Linked DNA regions of Ovis aries: region 2 is linked to region 1. Evidence: chromatin contacts called from public Hi-C data. All regions are on one chromosome and are shown on one strand. Each heading gives the region's core, a stretch centred on a gene start, on an enhancer-like site or on the middle of the called end of the contact. The rest is flanking DNA. Distances are from core to core; before and after follow the strand shown.

Region 1 (5,597 bases), core at 1,144-3,643:
ATAAGAACTGGGTTATAAGAAGCCTCCTCAAGGGCTCCAAGCTATTGATTTTTCAATGGTTTCCAAACTGAGCCCTGTTTGAAACATTCTAAACATGCTCTTTTACCTGGAATAACGTGTCCAGCCATATTTTCTATCTTTAAAATTGCAATTAACGTTCTGTCTCTTAAGAGATACTACAAAATTCAAATCTAAGTGGACAAATTTTCACCAAACTTGAATGCTGTATTTGAAATGAATGTGAATGTGAAGTCCCTCAGTCATGTGTGACTCTTTGTGACCCCATGGACTGTAGCCTATCAGGCTCCTCAGTCCATGGAATTTTCCAGGCAAGAGTACTGGAGTGGATTTCCTTCTCCACGGGATCTTCCCATAGTTTGATCTAAATTAGAGACTGTGTGGTATGTATAACAGTTATTAAGGTCGCTGAGTGACAGCGGAAAGAAACAATTATCTTTCAGGATGGCTGAAACAGAAATATGATAAAAAGTCATGATGAACACTAATCTGGAGAAGCACGCTGTGTACACAAAGACTTTGCACAGAGAAAACATTCATGTCACTCAGAAACACGACAGTAATTTGGAAGCAAAGATGTATTTACTTCAGTATTACTGATGATGTTTCCAGGAAAAGCTGGGCAGGTCAGTCAGATCCAAACTCTTCACTTCCGGAATATGCAAGCCCACAACGTGCCTTTGATTGTGCTCTTCTCCCCCTCACCCCGCCCTGAGTTTTTCTTTCAATGAAGACGTTGGCATCCTGAGAGGGCAAGTGACTAACCAAGGTCACAGACCCTGTACAGGGCAGAACTGGGATTCAAAGCCTAGATCACCTAACCCTGAGAACATCTCTGTTTGTGCAAAATCACAGTGATTCTGGAAGGAGAGGGCTTGGAGCAGAATGAAGACAGGGTGAGAAATACTGTGCAAGGCAGAAGAAGAGTTGAAGGGCATCTCCTGTTTTGCCAAGTTCCACATTACAAAAAAGCCTCGGCGGCATTCCCTGTGAGCCAGGATCAAGGATGCTTCCTGAGGCGGTAGCAATGAGGGTTGAAGAGTATCACAGGGTTACTCCCCCTCCCTAAGGTGACCCAGTGATGTCACCTCCCTCGTCCACCTTTTCCGCCTATCAATTCTTGAGTTCACCTGTCTTTGGCATTCTGCTAGGATGGACAGGATGGAGTTGATGTGTTGGAGCTTGGATATATCTGCCCCCATAATACTGACTCAGAGTTTTCCTAGTCTCTGTAGTGGGCTGGGGGCTCTGGAGGACGGAGAGGGAAGCCTAGGCAACCTCCATTTGTCTGCTTTCCAAAGACTACAGCCAAGTCTTCTCTGGTGCCAGTCAGGCTTTCCGAGAACTCCTTCCTGCCCCCTCCATACACCGAGGACTCCCTCTTTCATGGTTTCCAGACATGGCCCCTCTGCTCTTTAGCTGTTTAGTGTCTTGCTCAGCAACTTGCAATCTGTCCTGTAGCTGGGCCCCGTCACTCACCAACTGGACATTCAGTCCTGCCTCTGCTTCTAGGATCAATCTTTCGCCCTTTTGGGGGCAGGGAAAGTTTGGGCAGTAGATTTATAGAGGCTTCTATATTACTTCAAGTAAAAGAAATTCTAAGTCAAATAGTATAAACAATTAAAGGAATCTGCTTAAAAGTCAACCTATCAGGGACAGGTTGAGTTCCAAGAAGCCTTGACCAAGTGGCTCAACAGAATCATTGAAATCCATTTAATTCTGTTTCCACCTTTCATCTTTCTGTTCTAACTTTTTGAGACAGGAACTTAAACTAAGTCTGGCTTCCCTGGTAGTTGCAAGATGGCTGTCAACATGAGCCAGACAATATATGTTTTCTCTTTTCACGTCCAGTGGAAGAAGAAAAGCTTATTTCTCCTAATCTTGAAATAATGGTATCCTGCCCCTCACCTTTGATTAGACCAGCCAAGGCAATCACTTATTGGTCCAACCACTGTGCACAGGGGCTGAAATTGCATCACTGGTCTGGCCCAGTCATGGCCCACACTGGAGCTATGAAAGGTAAGAGATGTCAACCCGGCTTGAACAGCGTGACTGCAGTCAAAAAGGGAATGGAGGGATGCTAATATACATATACACAACATAATAGTGGCTCAGTCATGTCGACTCTTTGTGACCCCATGGACTACAGTCCCGCCAGGCTTCTCTGTCCATGGAATGCTCCAGGCAAGAATACTAGAGTGGATAGCCATTTCCTTCTCCAGAGCATCTTCCTGATCCAGGAATTGAACCCATGTCTCCTGCATTACAGGCAGATTCTTATACAATACATACAACAGTCTTCACAGTTGGTTAGGCCACAGTCAAGTCTTTCCCTTTTATCTCCAACCTTTGTTCCAGAGTCAACCCCAATACTATGGGCCTTTGTATTCTCTGGCTGCAAGACCAGAATTCTCCAGGCTATTTACTCCTAGGGCTGAGATTTGTAGTTCAGTGGTGCTGCCAGTAGGGGGGGTTGTTATGCCTTCCTCTCACCTTACTTTCCAGAATTACAAACACATCAGTAACTACATGGGTCTGCTAAAAAATGATGACTTCCCTGATAAAAAAAAAGTTAGAGCAGCTTTTAAAAATAAAGAATTCAACAGTTAAACTGTAAAAAAAAAAGTTACATTAAATAGGTTAGAAATAGGCAGTTAAAGAGAAACTAAGAATGAAAAAGTAAGAGGAAACAAATATATAAGGTTATTAAATTTGTGTTGTTTTAAAGGAGATCATGTACAAAATCTCAGCCACTGATTGGTACGCCCTCTTGATCCACACCATCACCATGGTGAAGTCACATATCTAGCTGTCTTCTGCTAATGCCTAATCTAGGGAGACTTTGTGTTTCTACTCCACTTTTACACCACTTAAATGCAAAAGGGATTTCTTCAAAATGTTTCCGTTGTTTTCCTGTCAGCAAACCATGAAAGCTTTTTTTTTTAGCTTTTTTTCTTTGCTGACCTGTAGTGTAACATATAAATTCACAAGACACAGAAGCCTTCTGAAATGTTCGTTAATCTTTATAAACTCAACTTCTTATGAGCATGGATTGAATTTCTTAAAAACTTCTTGAATGTCTTCACACAATGTCTCATCTCTCCCTCTAGTCTTAATTCTTTCCAATCAAGCTTCCTACTAAGCATCCATCAGCCCTACTAAGGTCATTCTTTACCACAGTCACCAGTGACTTCCTCCCAGAAAATCAGTTGTCAATTCTCAATTCTCATTTTACTTGACCTTTCAATAGCATTTTTAGGGGTGAAGGGGAGGGCAGTTTATGCTTTCCTTTTTTTAACCACTGTTAGAAATTGGCTTCTGGGATACTAAACGCTCTTGCTTTTCCTTCTTCCTCGCTGCCCATTCCTGCGCAGTTTCCTTTACTGGCCCCACCTTTCTTCCAGCTGTCTGAATGTTCAGTGTCCCAGAGTTTAGTCCTCAGCCATGTTTTCTTCTCCTCTCACTCCTTAGTAATCTCATTCAGCCCCACAACGGTTCCCACATGTATGCCTCTAGTCCCCGTCTCTATCCAAGACTTATGTGCCACCCATCTCCTGGACATGTCCCCTTGGATGTGTAATTGAAGGAGGAAACAGAACAGGCTCTGTCTTGAAAGCAGGACTCCTTCTTGGGCCAGACTGTGGACTTTGAGCTATATGCCCAGTACCTATGGAAACGACATACCAACTGGAAAACCAGGCCCCCGGAAGGAAGAGCCCCAGGGCTCTCCCTCGCCTAAAAGAATACCCTAAGTATCTGTGTAACCGAATAGAATCATACATTCTATTATGCTTATTGGGGTATGACCAGAGGCCTATTGATAATTGTCCAGTGTTAACTATCTAGGCTTAAAGCATATGATCATGGTTTAACTTTGATTGTATCTTTCTTTTTCCTTTGTTCAGACGAGTTTCAGGGAACCTTATACACTTAGGGTATATAAGATTTTCACAAAAACTGGTCGGGGTCCTTAGCTAAGAGGAGATTCTGTTTTGGGCCCGCCAGTGTAATAAACTGCATTCCACTATCTGCATTGTCCTTCTGAGTGAGTTTGTTTCCCGGAACAGGTGGCTACAACATAATAAGTATCTCAAGGTTAATGCACTCCCACTAGAACTTGAGATGCGTCTCTTCTCCTGACCACTCTGATCTCCACCCCTCTACTACCTGCTAAGCCCAAATCAGAAATCATCCTGAACTCCTATTTTCCTCTTTCGACACAACCAGTTCATCAGCATGTCCTGTGGGTTCAGTCTCCAAGATACACCCTTCATATGACCACTTCTCACAACCTCCACCATTTCACCTAGTCCAGAGTTATCTCATTTTTGGCTAGGATTTTTCGCAACAGTTTTCTCTTTTATCGCCCTGTTTACACTTTTGTACCCTCCTAATCAATTTTCTACCCAGGAGCCAGAGGGGTAATTTCAAAGCATAAATTAAACCACATCACTCCCCACTTCAACTCTCCAGTGGATTTCCATCACTCTCAGAGTAAAATCCAATTTTCTTACCGTACCTGCAATGTTCTACCTATCTCTCCACCTCATCTCCTGCTAATCTCAGCCTCCCTCCTCTGCTTTCATCAAACTAACCTTCTCAGTATTCTGCAAGCATAATTAGTTCTTTTCCTCCTCAGTGCTTTTGCCTTTGTAGTTCCCTTCACCTGTGCTCTTCCCCTGGGCCCTCACGTGGCTTGCTCTGTTACACCATTCACCTTTCTGCATGTCACCTTCTCTGAGTGGCACTTCAAGAACCAGCTGGTTATTCTCTATTTCGTTACCATTAATTTGCTTTCTTTTTAATACTTATCACTAACTTGTGATAAAAAATAACTTACAAAGTTATGTGCCTATTTGTTTACTGTATTGGTTTAGTTTTGGATTCTAATACCTAGAACAATGTATGGTACTCAATAAACATCAGGTGAATAAAACGCCTGTTGAAGTGAATTTCCCCAGCCTGCTTTCAGAGTAAGACTTGGTATCTGAGTTAATAACATTGTAAAAGATACCTTTTTGAAAAACATGCGTTTAGGCACCTGGGCACCTCCCCACTATATCTGGCAGATCTATTGATGGCAAATTCTTTTCAGACCTGGTAACTCAAACCTCAAAAGAGTTAGCACTGAGCTTTGTGCTGGTAATAAAGGCCTCTCCCTCACAGAGCTCTTTGCAGCTGAAAGGTGTGGTCTCCTCAGCCCCCAGGTGTAATTTGAGCAAGCTGGCCTGGTGAAACTGATTTGGGGAGCTCTTTGCCCTTGAGGAGTAAGATCTATATAATGATGTTGTTATAGTTGTTGAAAGACACATGGGGGCAGCAAATCCAGCCCTTATTTTTAAAGGCAAACCAAGTTGTCTGAAAACTACAATTTGATGTCAGATAGTTGAATAAATCTCAGCACGTCCATCCAATGAATAATAAGAATCAATGAAAACGAATGGATTATAGCTACAAGCTGCAATATTGATAAATCTTACAAACCTAATGTGAAAGAAGACAGACATGAAAGAATATATACGGTATGATTCCATGGCAATAACATTCAAAAATAGGCAAAACTAAACTATACTGTTTAG
Region 2 (5,597 bases), core at 1,748-4,247, 290 kb after region 1:
TGTCCATGGGATTCTCCAGACAAGAATACTGGAGTGGGTTACCATACCCTCCTCCAGGGATATAAGTAAAGAGATGCAAGCAAATATTTATGGAGCACTTGCTGTGGACCACCCTTTGTACATCCACTCCCCTTTAATCTCATTTCACCCTCACGACTACTCCAGGGAGTCAGGACTCAGTTCCAAGAGAAAGCTGAGGACCAGAGAAGTTTAGCAACTTCTGCTCGAGGATAAGAAGTATTGGCCAAAAATTTCATTGGAGTTTTTCCATAAATCTAAATGAACTTTTTGCCAACCCAATGGAAGTGTGGAGAGGTGCATGTTGAAATCCAAAGCCTGGGTTCTTCCTACTGCACTAGCTTTCATGGCGCACTGTATACAGGTATGGATAAGCTTGCTTTCAAAAATTATACAAGGGGGTGGGCCATGATGCTCTCTGAATCCTAAAGGTCCATATTACAGTCCCTCATTTTCATTTAATAGTAAGAGAAATTCCACTTTGACCTGCTGGAATTTCAGCAACAGCAGCAGAATCTTGTGAAATGCAAGGAGTCTCCTCTGGGACTGGTAGGAGACAGAGTAAGATGGGGGAGAGAGGTCACCAAAGCCAACGCCAACTCCAACAGGAAAGGGCGTTAAAGCACAGATCGCAGAATCCAACAAAACTGAAAGGGACCCCAGAAACCATCTCACCCCTGCCCTGCTTGTATAAATGGGAGGCTAAGGGGGAGGAAGATCCCCCTTAGATTGTTAGATCCTCAAAGGATTTCCCTGGTGGCTCAGACAGTAAAGTGTCTGCCTACAATGTGGGAGACCCAGGTTCAATCCCTGGGTCAGGAAGATCCTCTGGAGAAGGAAATGGCAACCCACTCCAGTATTCTTGCCTGGAAAATCCCATGGACGGAGGAGCGTGGTAGGCTACAGCCCATGGGGTTGCAGAGAGTTGGACATGACTGAGCGACTTCACTTTCTTTCACTTTCATAGAAACCAGCTCCCACAGTAACACCTCCCATCACTATGCCATTTGTTATTTGTTTCAATCTTAACTCCATGAAGCAAGGAAAGTATTCCCAACTTCAGAGATGCGGAAACCGAGAGATTAAGGAGAAGATCCCTGAGAGATGCCATCACATTACGACTGCCTCAAAAAAGGCTTCTCAGACTCAGTTTCTCAATCTTCTAAATGAGTTCATGTAAGATAAGGAACATGAGAACACTTTGAAGTTGGCAAGAGTACTTTGCAGTATAAATTGCATAAGCCAGTTTTAAACTATATTTCATTTAATCTTCCTCATTAGCACTGTTTTTGACTCCACTATACAGAGGAATCAGAGGTTGAAGAGACCAAGATGCTGGCTTAAGAGCATGCAACTCTTGGGCTGAATGAAATGAGATTGCTGTCTTTAAAGGTTAAAAAATGGTAGAATATTGGCAATTTTACCTGGCACAATCTAATGATAAATGGCAGAGCCAAAAATCAGCTAGGCTCTGCCTGGCACCCAGGAGGATGACCTGAAAGCTGTCACTCAGCATCCTCATGCCCGCCCCTGCCTCAACACACACACACTCATACACACATACACGCTCATCTCTCTCTCTCTTTCACACACACACAGTTTGGGACCAGTCTCTCCACATGAAGGAATGCCTAATTAAACATTCTAGTCTCCAAATCTTTTACCTCCCAACCTCAGCCAAGGGTCTGCAGTCCCTGGCCCCCCAGGTCGACAGGGAGTAAGAAGGAAGTCTGTCCCCACAGCCACCTTAGAAAGCACAAGAAGCCAGTCCTCCGGCCCTCCTTACAAATCCTCAAGAATGAAGGGAGGGAGGCAACAGGAACAGCCAATTACGCTTCAGGCTCCCTTCCCACCGCTCACCTTCAACAACAAAGCTGACACCCTCATGCTCCTTTGGACATATTCTGCTAGCATCAAGTCCCCCCTGTCCCAGCCTTGTCGGGAGGAGCTGACCTTACCCCCTAAGAACAGGAATCCCCAGCAGTGAGATGGTTGCACCCCTCCTGAGGCTTGATCTGAACACCAGAGTCTCCCCAGACCAGGGACCTGCATCCTCAGACACGCAGGCCAGCCTGACCTCTAAAATCCCTTCCACTCCAGCCTCTGCATCAATGGCCGGAAACAGCCAGGATGCCTCAAGCGCAGCACTCCCCAGGGCAGGCGGGATTGGGCTTGGCAAAGGCCGGACAGATCGTGGCTTCTGTCAGGAGGTGTCTGCTACAAAAAAGATTTTTCATAAGTTCCCAGTAGATGCCAGGCTGCTTGCTCACCTTACCTCTTTTGAACTTCTCCATCATCCTGTGAGATATCCCCACAATGGTGTAGATAGCCATGTGTTTACAGACATCCCCCAAAATCTACAGATAATGATCGTGTCTCATCCATCTTTGTATCTCACAAACCGCACCCAGGGTCTGGCCTGTAAAATCTGCTCAATAAATACTGCTGAGCAGACTCCAGTGGCAGAGTTGGGCTCCAAACTCAGTCTGAGGTCAGAGCTCAGGCATTCCCCAAGCTGCTTCTTCATGTGCTTCTTTCTCTGCCCTACTTGGTCAGCTGAGAAGTGATGTATCATCTTCTCCTCTCATATAATTGAACTTTATTGCTGGACCATCCCCCCCACTTCACTGACCCCAACCTTTTCTTTGGTTAAGCTCCTTTACCACAGAGTGAACTGGACAAAATTCAGGATGGTCCCCGACATTTTGACCAGAAGCAACAGTCCCTTTTCTCTTGGAGCTCTAGGAAAATCGAGGCAGAAGCCCAAGGCTTGTCAGCCTCCACCAGTGCTGGCCTGACCAGGGTTTTGCCTGTATCTCTCCCCACCCTGCTACCAGGGTAGCCTGGGCACAGCCCAGCCAAAGGCTCCATGGTAAGGAGCCTTCACCTCCAGCCTAGAAATTGAATCAGTCATCCTTACCCTCAGGTGTGGAATCAGAGCCACAGACTTCGGTCAGTGTGGAAGTAAGAGGCGATGGCCTGGCCTCAGTGGCCCGGTACTCATGGGGGTAAGCAGACCCCGCCTCACCACTGTCCCTTCCCATTGGCCAGCACAGTGAGAACCAGAGACCAATGGGTAGACACAGCCCCTGGCAGCTCCCTTGGGTTGCCACCCGAGGGAACCTGGTGCAACCCAATTCGGGCTTAGGATGCCAAGTAGAGCTGCAGGCATCACACTTATGTCTCCAGGCTTTGGCCTTTATTTTTGCCTCTTACAACAGCAACAGAAGATGGGACCAAGGGTCAAGATCAGAAGCAGGAAAACAAAGTCTTTCTTTATGTAAAATGAATTGCCTGGTGATCTGGGGCACAAGTTACCACCATCAGCTCCCACTCACTCTACATGACAGGGAACCACAGTATAGCAAGAAATACAATACATCCTTTCCTCTCTGGACTGAACCCCAGACTGGGGAAAGATTTTGCATGTTAATTTTGAGGACTGAGGTGAGGGAACATTTCTGGGGTGGTGTGAAGCAGAGCCAGATTACGATTATTAAAGGCCCTGGATTTCAAATGATTTTGAAGCTCCCACCTGTATGTGATTCAAATTCAATATATTAGAAAATATATACTAACTAGGAGAGATTGGGCTTCTCAGGTGGTGCAAGTGGTAAAGAACCACTTTATGCCAATACAGAAGACACAAGAGACGTGGGCTCAGTCCCTGGGTCAGGAAGATCTCCCGGAGGAGGGCATGGCAATTCACCCCGTTATTCTTGCCAGTAGAATCCCACAGACAGAAGAGCCTTGTGGGCTACAGTTCATAGGGTCGTGAAGAGTACGACACGACTGAAGCAGTTTAGCACATACAGGGGAGATTAGCATCTTTCATGGATTTTCTGGCTCCAAAATTCTGGGTAAGCTTTTGAAAACTAACTTTTCACATGTGTGTGAGTCCCCATTTTGCCAGCGCCTAAGCCTGTACCCCACCTACTGGGGAACCCTCCCCTGGGTTGGGAGCAGCCTGGAGTGGTGCTAAGGCACACAGGTATTCCTAGAGGGCTTAAAGTGTCAGTGTTCATCACCTCAAACTCTGTCTTGGCAAAGCCACATTCTGTTTTTGAAGGACAGGATCAGCGCCACTTCCTGCAAGCTACAAATTCTGATACATTAAATTATGACCCCAGCAAGGGCTCAGGATTCCAGCAATAATTTCTGCAGACATTCAGTCCTCAGGCAGAGGGTGGGCAAGTATTTGCCTGCCCCTAAATACCACCTCTGCTGACCACATAGAGCCTAAAAGCCCCCAGCAAAGTAAAGTGAAAGTCTGATCTAAGTCTTGTGCTGTGCTGTGCTCAGGCACTTCAGTCACGTCCAATTCTTTGAAACCCCATGGACTATAGCCCACCAGGCTCCTCTGTCTGTGGAATTCTCCAGGCAAGAATACTGGAGTGGGTTGCCATGTCCTCCTCCAGAGGATCTTCCTGACCCAAGGATCGAACCCAGGTCTCCTGCATTGGCAGGCAGATTCTTTACCTGCTGAACCACCAAGGAAGCCCTGATCTAAAGCCTAGCCTCCTGCTAATATGCAAATATTTCGAGAGGAGTCACATCAGGCCTTTGAGATTAGAGTCATGAGTGTCTCTCCCCAAAGGCCTACTGGCTTAGGTAAGAGGCTTATGAAAATGAGGTTCTAGTTTACTAGAGAAGCAGGACTGAGGAGAAAACATAGAAAAACTGCAGCAACGCTCAATTACTCCAGCATTTTCTTTTTATTGTGGCATCTCTGATTTATTTTGGGTTTGCATTACTATCTGTCTCTCCATACTAGACTGTAGACTTCATGAAAGCAGCTGCCTTGTCTGTTCAATGTTTTACCCTCAAACCCTGAGAATAAGACCTGGTATAATGTGGGCAATGATAAATGCTGAATGGAAAATCAGGGAGTGATTCTATTTAATCTTCCCCTTGGAGATAACTCTGTCTCCTAGTTTACAAATCAAGTGTCTGCAGTTCAGTGAGTTTAAGCAATTTGTCCAGATTTGTACAATCTTGGACAGATCCAAGACTGGAACCTAGTCTACCACAACCCATATGCTTTCCAGGACCTGCTCTCACTCCTCCTGATGGACTATAAGATACTAAGATTCATGCACTTACTTCAGGGTAGCTTTGGGTTTGGCATAAAAAATACTTTCTTCCAATCTTATGGGAATACAGCTGTTTACAGCAAGGTTAAATGATTGCACAACATGGAATGACCTTAGCCCCCAAGTCGCATGGCTACTGTGCTTACCTGGCTGTGAGTCAGGAACGTTGTGCAAGCCTAGCATTTTGAGGCCTCAGGGAAATCTGCCATTCACTACACAAGGGCCAACATGTGGAAAGACACAAGTCTGCGGCATACTGGCTTAGCGACTGAGACTGAAAAGCATTCAGTCAGAGGTGCCTTGAGGCTAGTCTTTTTCCCAGGATTGAGCTGTTACTATCGAAAGCGAAATAATCAAACACATGTGAGCCTTTCCTCCAGGCTGTGTCATGGCTACCATTCAATCCCGTCAGCATGGCAACTAGGGTACTGAAAAGAGCAGGTCATGTGATCTCTCCCTCCCATAAGTATGTTTAAGTATTGCATA

The links. Hi-C and Micro-C count contacts between places; a contact is called where the count stands out from the background.
Region 2: a contact with region 1 is called in a Hi-C map of tail adipose tissue, with 10 times the contacts expected there. The contact joins the promoter of ADIPOQ here to the enhancer-like site in region 1. A contact is called at or near these places in 15 of 16 Hi-C or Micro-C datasets (blood, hypothalamus, liver and 7 more).

What each region holds. Positions count from the first base shown.
Region 1 is chr1:200,906,073-200,911,669 of ARS-UI_Ramb_v3.0, forward strand. No RefSeq gene overlaps it. Among named protein-coding and RNA genes, the nearest start is that of RTP1, 28 kb to the left of the region's middle. Within about 2 kb of position 2,394, at least 3 of the 54 cell types and tissues checked have an H3K27ac peak or open chromatin away from gene starts, as enhancers often do.
Region 2 is chr1:201,199,273-201,204,869 of ARS-UI_Ramb_v3.0, forward strand. It overlaps ADIPOQ (adiponectin, C1Q and collagen domain containing), which reads right to left and starts at 2,998. Exons shown (of 3, transcript NM_001308565.1): 1 at 2,939-2,998.